Regions from separate parts of the Macaca mulatta genome. Here region 2 is linked to region 1. A link is a contact called in public Hi-C data. All regions are on one chromosome and are shown on one strand. The core of a region is the stretch at or near the end of the contact, and the rest is flanking DNA. Distances in the headings are between cores, read along the strand shown.

Evidence for each region. Hi-C and Micro-C count contacts between places; a contact is called where the count stands out from the background.
Region 2: a contact with region 1 is called in a Hi-C map of fetal cortical plate, with 2.9 times the contacts expected there. The contact joins two enhancer-like sites. A contact is called at or near these places in 4 of 14 Hi-C or Micro-C datasets (fetal cortex germinal zone, fetal cortical plate, fibroblasts and 1 more).

Annotation. Positions count from the first base shown.
Region 1 is chr6:67,528,895-67,532,831 of T2T-MMU8v2.0, forward strand. All of the region lies in intron 4 of PDE4D (phosphodiesterase 4D), which reads right to left. Among named protein-coding and RNA genes, the nearest start is that of MIR582, 18 kb to the right of the region's middle. Within about 2 kb of position 1,782, at least 9 of the 40 cell types and tissues checked have an H3K27ac peak or open chromatin away from gene starts, as enhancers often do. A contact at or near this core is called in fetal cortical plate, where this site is marked.
Region 2 is chr6:67,638,796-67,642,732 of T2T-MMU8v2.0, forward strand. The region is part of intron 4 of PDE4D (phosphodiesterase 4D); the gene reads right to left. Among named protein-coding and RNA genes, the nearest start is that of MIR582, 92 kb to the left of the region's middle. Within about 2 kb of position 1,781, at least 4 of the 40 cell types and tissues checked have an H3K27ac peak or open chromatin away from gene starts, as enhancers often do. A contact at or near this core is called in fetal cortical plate, where this site is marked.

The sequences.
Region 1 (3,937 bases), core at 532-3,031:
CTTCTTTCCCAAAAGGTTATTCTTCCTTCTTCTGTCTCCTCATATCTTTTGCTCGTACTTCTAACACTTCTATGTTATGTTATATTTTAGTTAATGTATTTTACAGTATTATCTTTTCCATTAGACTGTCATGTTTTGCCATTTTTTTTCTGATCCTCTCCCCTACAGAGCATAGAAAGGTGTCTAGCACAAATGCAGCTCTCAATACCAGTTTTTTAAATAAATGGATAACAAAAACAATAAATACCATAGGAAAATACAAGAACTTTTAAAGTCCAAAAGAGAATGGTAATTATTAGCCACTAGGTTGTACAGAGTAACCTTCATGAAAGAAGTGGTAACTGATTTGGGCATGAAGAATGAGTAAGATGTGGAGAGAGAAGGAATTGTAACAGAATCAGAAAGAACCAAGATCTAGGAGCCTCTGTACAGGGGCCATAAGGATGTGCTGCAGACCTCCAACTATAGGAACTATAATCAGTGAAGGGCCCCAACTGATGCCTCTGAAATTCACTGCAGCATCTGAGCTAAGGCCTTACCTCCCATGCCCTGCTTCTTGATACTGACTGAGCACAGAGGGCATATTGTGGCAGACACATTCCTGGGAAACATAGGATTCCTCTGATGGCTGATTTTGGCTTGAGGACTCCCATATGCCTTTGGCTAGCCCAATTTAGGATGCTCTCACCAATTCTCTCTCCCTTATTTTCTCAGAGTCAAACTTGGATCATGCTTTGACATTTCCCTTAGTCTTAACTGACTCCCTCCTTATATTCTTCTACAAGGGCATTTCCTAAAATTCTTGCATTTCTAATCCCATTTTGGCATGGGCTTCTTGGAAGACTCAGACTGACACACAGAGTATAGAGTATGTATGGAGTAATTAGGGAATTAAAGCTGATGCAGCGAATTGAGACTTTGTTATTGAGAACAACATGCCAATTCAATACATTGTGCCAAGGCAGGATAAATCTTTATTTCCTAATATGAACATAACTGTCTATGTAGTTTTCAGAGTTCACAAGTGGCAAGGAATTTATAACTTCCTTTTGTGAATTATTTCATAGTTTAATCATCTTTCACAGCTCACTTAGGTCTTTACTAAATCCTTTGTGATTTAAGATCATTTCTTCCAGTTCAGTCTTCTGTGGTGATAGACTACAGCCAACTTTAGACATACTAAATTAACTACATCAACTCTTAGTCATAACAGGAATTCCTTCTACAATATTATGCACACGTGGTCTTGCAGGGCCATTTGTCACTTTTTCTATTTGATAAAAAACTATTTTTCATTAAAATAATCTAATCATGGAATATCTGTTAGGCACTGAAAAAATTTTTCCTGTTTGAAGGCAGGAAAACAAAGATTTGTATGTTTACTTCAGAGGATTTTATGATTTCTAATGGGAAGTAAACAATTATTTTTCTTTTCTCAAGTCTTTCAACTACTCTGCCTTCTATTGACAGAGTAAGAAATTCAATCTTCAATTATTTAAACTTAACATTTTATCCAATTAAAAATAACAGATTTTTTTTTCTGCCAAAGATTTGAAACAGAGATAGAAAGCATGTGTGGGAAATTCTGTTATCTTTCCAGATCTCTGCTTGAATAAAATAAAGGCATTTGTCTGACCACGATAAGCACATTGTCTGATCCAGATCCTCCAAGTATGCAAATCAACAGGAAAAGTTCCAACAGCAAGACTTACCCATCTGCATAGAGTTTCAAAAATGGTGACGTACTTACCTAAAATAGAAAGAGAGATGACATTAGTGACATTCATCGCAGCTTAGACACATAGTGAAAAACACATTCTAGAAGGCATTTAGAGCATCTGTTCCCCTCACCATTGCCAAGACCCAGTTTTAAGGCTTTTGTTTATGACACAACAGTCCAGATGGTGGTGTCTCTCACTGTCCAAGTTTACTCTGAGTACACTTCATAGGTATTTGCTCAATAAATACTGAAAAAGATTATAACAATCAAGTAAGCAAGAACTATGATTTAATAACAACAGCAGATTTAACATCTATTGAGGGCTTACTTCCCTGCCAAGTCCAGTGCAATATGCTGTGTGTATTCTCCCATTTACTATTTAGATAGTGGACATGAGGTAAGTACTATTATTATCCCTATTGTAAAGATGAAGTAAATGAGCTTAGGGAAGTTCATTAACTTGCCTAAAGTCACTCACACAACTAGAAAGTGTTGGAGCTGAAGTTTTCATAGGCTCTCAGATTCTAGAGCCCACTTTCACAATCTTTATGCTACACTGTCAAAACCCATTGGGAAAGACACACACACACACACATATATATACACTAATCATTAGTGTGTATATATATGTGTGTATACATATGTATATAATTAGTAGTACTTTGTTAAATAATACATTCTAAAAATAGAAATGATCACAATGTTAGAACCTGGAAATATGAACAATGCTTAGTACACAGCAGCTGTTCAATAATATCTGTTGAGTGAATGAAAGAATAAGCAAAGAAATGTCATTGATATTTAATAAATATACACGGGTTATATCTCAACACAACAAATATTTACCCAGAGAGCACTCTACCATACAGCTTATTTCTTTCTTCCTACAGATGACTATGTACCACTATATGCTGATTATTTGAAGGTAAGAACTGAATGCTCTTAAGTGAGAAAGATGATCGATCGATCTAGACCAAATGACCCGAGGAGTTACCAAGGAGAGGATGGAGTTGTCAAATCTTCAAATGGCATGTTACTCAACACATAAAATCCTTCTGTAATTGAAGAAGCAATTAACACCATTTAATAGTTAAATTTTCTTCAGCTTTTTGGTTACTCTTTTTGGTAGAGATTCTGAATAGCAACAAAACATTAAAGAAAGAAGTAGCTAAGAGAGAAATAGAAACAGGAGACTGCATATCTGAAAGAATGCTGTAAATTGAAAAACAAGAGAAATACCCAGCACCTTAAATTCATAAAGAGATAATCATCAAGTTATCTCATGTTTTGACATTAATAACATATCCAATGAATCAATTTTTAAAATAATTATAACACCCTAAAAGAAAACTACCCTCCAGTAGAACGCCACAAAGATACTCCTCAAGAAGAGCAACTCCAAGATATATAATTGTCAGATTCATCAAAGTTGAAATGAAGGAAAAAATGTTAAGGGCAGCTAGAGAGAAAGGTCAGGTTACCCACAAAGGGAAGCCCATGAGACTAACAGCAGATCTCTCAGCAGAAACTCTCCGAGCCAGAAGAGAGTGGGGGCCAATATTCAACATTCTTAAAGAAAAGAATTTTCAATCCAGAATTTCCTATCCAGCCAAACTAAGCTTTATAAGTGAAGGAGAAATAAAATCCTTTACAGGCAAACAAATGCTGAGAGATTTTGTCACCACTTGGCCTGCCTTACAAGAGCACTAAACATGGAAAGCACTAAACATGGAAGGAAGCACTAAACATGGAAAGGGACAACTGGTATGAGCCACTGCAAAAACATGCCAAATTGTAAAGACCATCAATGCTAGGAAGAAACTGCATCAACTAACGAGCAAAATAACCAGCTAACATCATAATGACAGGATCAAATTGACACATAACAATATTAACTTTAAATATAAATGGGCTAAATGTTCCAATTAAAAGACACAGACTGGCAAATTGGGTAGAGTCAAGACCCATGAGTGTGCTGTATTCAGGAGACCCATCTCACGTGCAGAGACACAAATAGGCTCAAAATAAAGGGATCAAGAAAGATCTACCAAGCAAATAGAAAACAAACAAACAAACAAAAAAGCAGGGGTTGCAATATTAGTCTCTGGTTTAGACTTTAAACCAACAAAGATCAAAAGAGACAAAGAAGGCCATTACATAATGGTAAAGGGATCAATTCAACAAGAAGAGCTAACTATCCTAAATATGTATGTGTCC
Region 2 (3,937 bases), core at 531-3,030, 110 kb after region 1:
AGGCTTGAAATGTTTCTGAGGCCACCGTAGAACCAATACATGGCAACACTTACCTTTAAAACCAGTTTACTTTTATTATTTTTTCATTTCAAATTCCAGGCACTTAAAATACTAGCAGACAACTTTGAAGCTCAAAGAAGCTGTGTGTGTGTGTGTGTGTGTGTGTGTGTGTGTGTGTGTGTGTGTTTTGAGGAAGTGAGCATGGGGTGAAGGAGGAAAGCAAGAACACCACATGGAAAAAGCACTAACAAGGGTGGCCAATGCATCAATGCATGTGATGTATTTGGGGGATTATGGATAGAAAATCCAGCTGGCATAGAGGTTTGTGCTGTGAAGAAGAAGAACGCAAGGTGGTAAAAGCATGCTGAGAATAAGTGAATATGCTAAGTAGTTTGGACATTTTCCACTACAAAATAAGGCCTCTTTGAAAATCTTCAAACGGAGGAGTGATCTAATCCAGGTGGTTTTAAGGAGATTGGTTTGGCATCATGTAAACTAATTGAATGGGAAAGAAACAGAACAAAAAGGCCCGTGATATGCAGAGATATGGCTCTGGCTTAGGGTAGAAGAGATAGAAGGACAGGAACTGGTATGAAGGGAGATTTGAGAAAACAGTGACTGATTGGAATTGGAATTGGAGTTGAAGGTGACTGTGTTCCAAAATGACGGTAGGCTTCAAGCTTAGGTGGCAGAAAGAACGATCATGACATTCACAGAAGTGGGGAAGTCAGGAGGATGCTGCTTTTCAGGGAAGAGGAGTTGGCTTATACCCACTGAGTTCAAGCGGCAAGACAGTCAAATGGAATGTCCGATAGGCAGGTAATCGGAGTAAGACAAGCAATCTGATTGCAGACTTGGGAGTCCCCAAGGAGCCTGAGTGAGTTCTGTGGAGGTGCATGATTTCCATGGAAGCAACACACTCAGAGTCAGAATGACTCAGGAACCACGCCTTGGGAGATGTCCAGCATCCAGCTGTGAATACTGCAAACTTCTGTCTATAGTGATGATGAAATATTGACTCCGGAATTTTGGATTTTCTGCCTTAAGGGAAGCTTGCAAATGGTGGCCAAGCACCTAGAGAGAGAACTAGTCATATGATTTGTTTATTTCAAGCCTGCTGAATAATTGTTTAGTTAATAAATATCCTTATGTAAATCAGAATTTAAGATGCTTTTATTCTAATTAGGTGGTGACATTATAAGGAAGTAGTTAACTCCTCTCACCTCCCACTTCACTGGCAGTTACCAATGTCCAACCAAAACAATCCAAATGTGTTCATAATCATATTGGTTTAGCTCAGTTGCCAAAAGTTGAACATGAACATCTAGCCTATTAAAGGATGGCGATTCATTCATAATGGTTCAACCAAAAAGAAAAGAATCGTCTTTAGAAATGTTTTCCAGGTATATTTAATGCAAAAGAAAGCTCTAGTCAAACAATTATCTGCTTTACTTGTTCATTTCATGTGGATGGGGATTGTACCTTCTGATCAATACCTGCCTATTCAGCATTTATCTATATATGAAATGGCTTTTTTAATGTAAGGAATTTTTTTCCCTTAGGGGCTCACAGATTAGGCTGTGGTGACAGAGAGCAATTGCATTTTTTAAGTGTTACTACTTAGGTATAAATAGTGATCATCTGATTTAATCCCTATCCCAGTGGACCGTCATGAAAATACAGCTCATATATACAGCTCATATGGTGTGCAGGACATTACCATGTGGTATTTGCCAATATGGGACATTGCACTCGTGTATACACAAACATGCACAGACACACATGCACAGGCACATGCGCACACACAGATGCACATACAGACGTAGACACAGACATGGACAGATACACAAAGACACACATACAGAAGCGTGCGCACGCGCGCGCACACACACACACACACAGACAACTCTAGGTATCTCTGAGTTAATTCAATGAGCCCTGCAGTTGGCCTCATCTTTATATTCAGAACTGTTTTTTTTTCTTTCCTTTGAAGAGTAATCCTATCTGAGACAGAAAGAGGATGAGTCACACTGAGGCAAAACTTTGTAGGTAGAAATGTGCATAAATGCGTTTTTCTAAGATGCTCATGAAGAAAAGACAAAAGAACAGCCATGTCGCTGAGATGCCATCTGTGAGGCTGGCACAGTGAGGCACGACATCCCTGGTGCTTCCCGGCAGCCTGCGAGGGCTGCCTCCCTCCCTCCCTCCCCCCTGCTTGCAGGGCCACTTTCAGAGACTTCCCTCAGGGCTTATGTTCCACTGACCTATAAATGTTCACTGTAATTAGACCAATTGTCACCTCCTGCATTGTTCACCATTCTTCTTGCCCTTCTCTATTTTTAAAAATTTTGTCTTCAAAATAGCATGTTTTACAGTAAAAATCTCAAGTGAAAACATACTAAAACAAACAAAACATTGTTCATTAAGGCATTCAAAACAACTCTTCATGACAACAGTTTAAAAACTAGTGAATTAATGATGAATTGTGCAAAAAAATGTTAAAGATGCCATCTGTGATCCTTCATATAACACTATTTTTCACATGGAAAAATCCAAGAATGAATGAAAGAGCTTGTGGATAGGCCCAGACAGTGGGCCGCACTGCTTTTCTCCAGCCTGGGACATGGCTCATCACTCAGGGTGGATCCTGGAGAGGGGCTGCGTGAGTTCAGCCTTGGCCTGTACCCCAGTACTCCCTGTGTGCACTCAGAGGAGCTTCTGTGCATCTGTAAGACCCTGTTTCCTCATCTGCAATACCAGGACTCGAATCCTAGCAGGGGCTCTGCAAACCAGATCAGCTAATGTTTAAGGCTTGGCCACGTATTTTCTCAAGAATGGTTGCTGTGAAAGAGCCAGTGAAGTCACAGAGGGTAAAGTCAATGGCCAACCTTCCTCATTCATGAATACTGATTAAGCGTTCACCGTTCGATAGTCAGCTCCTTCTAAGTCTAACCGTTTTGAGTTTCTCTAGACACCTGTCACGTAAGAGGCTCTATATGTGAGGATAGACTTAGGGGGCAGTTGGTTCCTCTTTGTGGACACAGAACAGGAAGAATAAAGAGATCTCAGAGGGAAAAGGAAAGTGGGAGGAGGCTGGGTCTGTGGGTTCCGCAGTGGGTCACGCTGAAAGAAGACCTGGCGGACACGTAACCTCTGTGGCAAATGCATGAAAATAGAAAGATGAAGCCAACTTTCCAAAACCTTTTAGGAAATTACTTCAGTGAAAAAATCTATTAAATAAATTACAGCCATTCTATACAAATAGAATTCTATGTTATGATGGTAGAAATCAGTCAATCCAATCCCCTATTAGGCAGAAGGGAAACTTGCCTCGGGCCACACTGTCGGCTGGGGTCCCTGGCACAGTAGTAGGCCTCCACCTCCATGCACTACCCCGGATCAGAGCTGGTGCTGTGGGTTGAATTGTGTCCCTGCAAAAATAGGCTGAAGTTCCAACCCCAGTACCTCAGAAAGGGACTTTGCTTGGAAATAGGGTCTTTAGAGAGGTAATCGAGTTAAAATAAGGTCATTAGAGTGGGCCTCATCCAAGGCGAGGGGTATTCTTATAAAATGGGGAAATGCAGACACACACATACGCAGGAGGAAAACACTATGGAGAAACAAAGAGAGAAAATGGCTATTCAAGGAGAGAGGCCTGGAACAAATCCTTCCCTCACGGTTCTCAGGGGAAACAACCTTGACAACACGTCGCTTTTGGATTTCTGGCCTCCAGAACTGGGAGACAATGCATTTCGGCTGCTGTGAGCCACCTAGGTTGTGATACTTCCTTACAGCAGCCCTAGGAAATGAATGCAGTTGGGGACCAGGCTTTTAGTCAAAAGATCAGGGAGGAAGGTTTGGTGTCTTGGGAGAAATTTCTAGATTATAGGAGTCACTGAATATCGTAACTTTGAAAAATCCATTTCAAATCTCACCA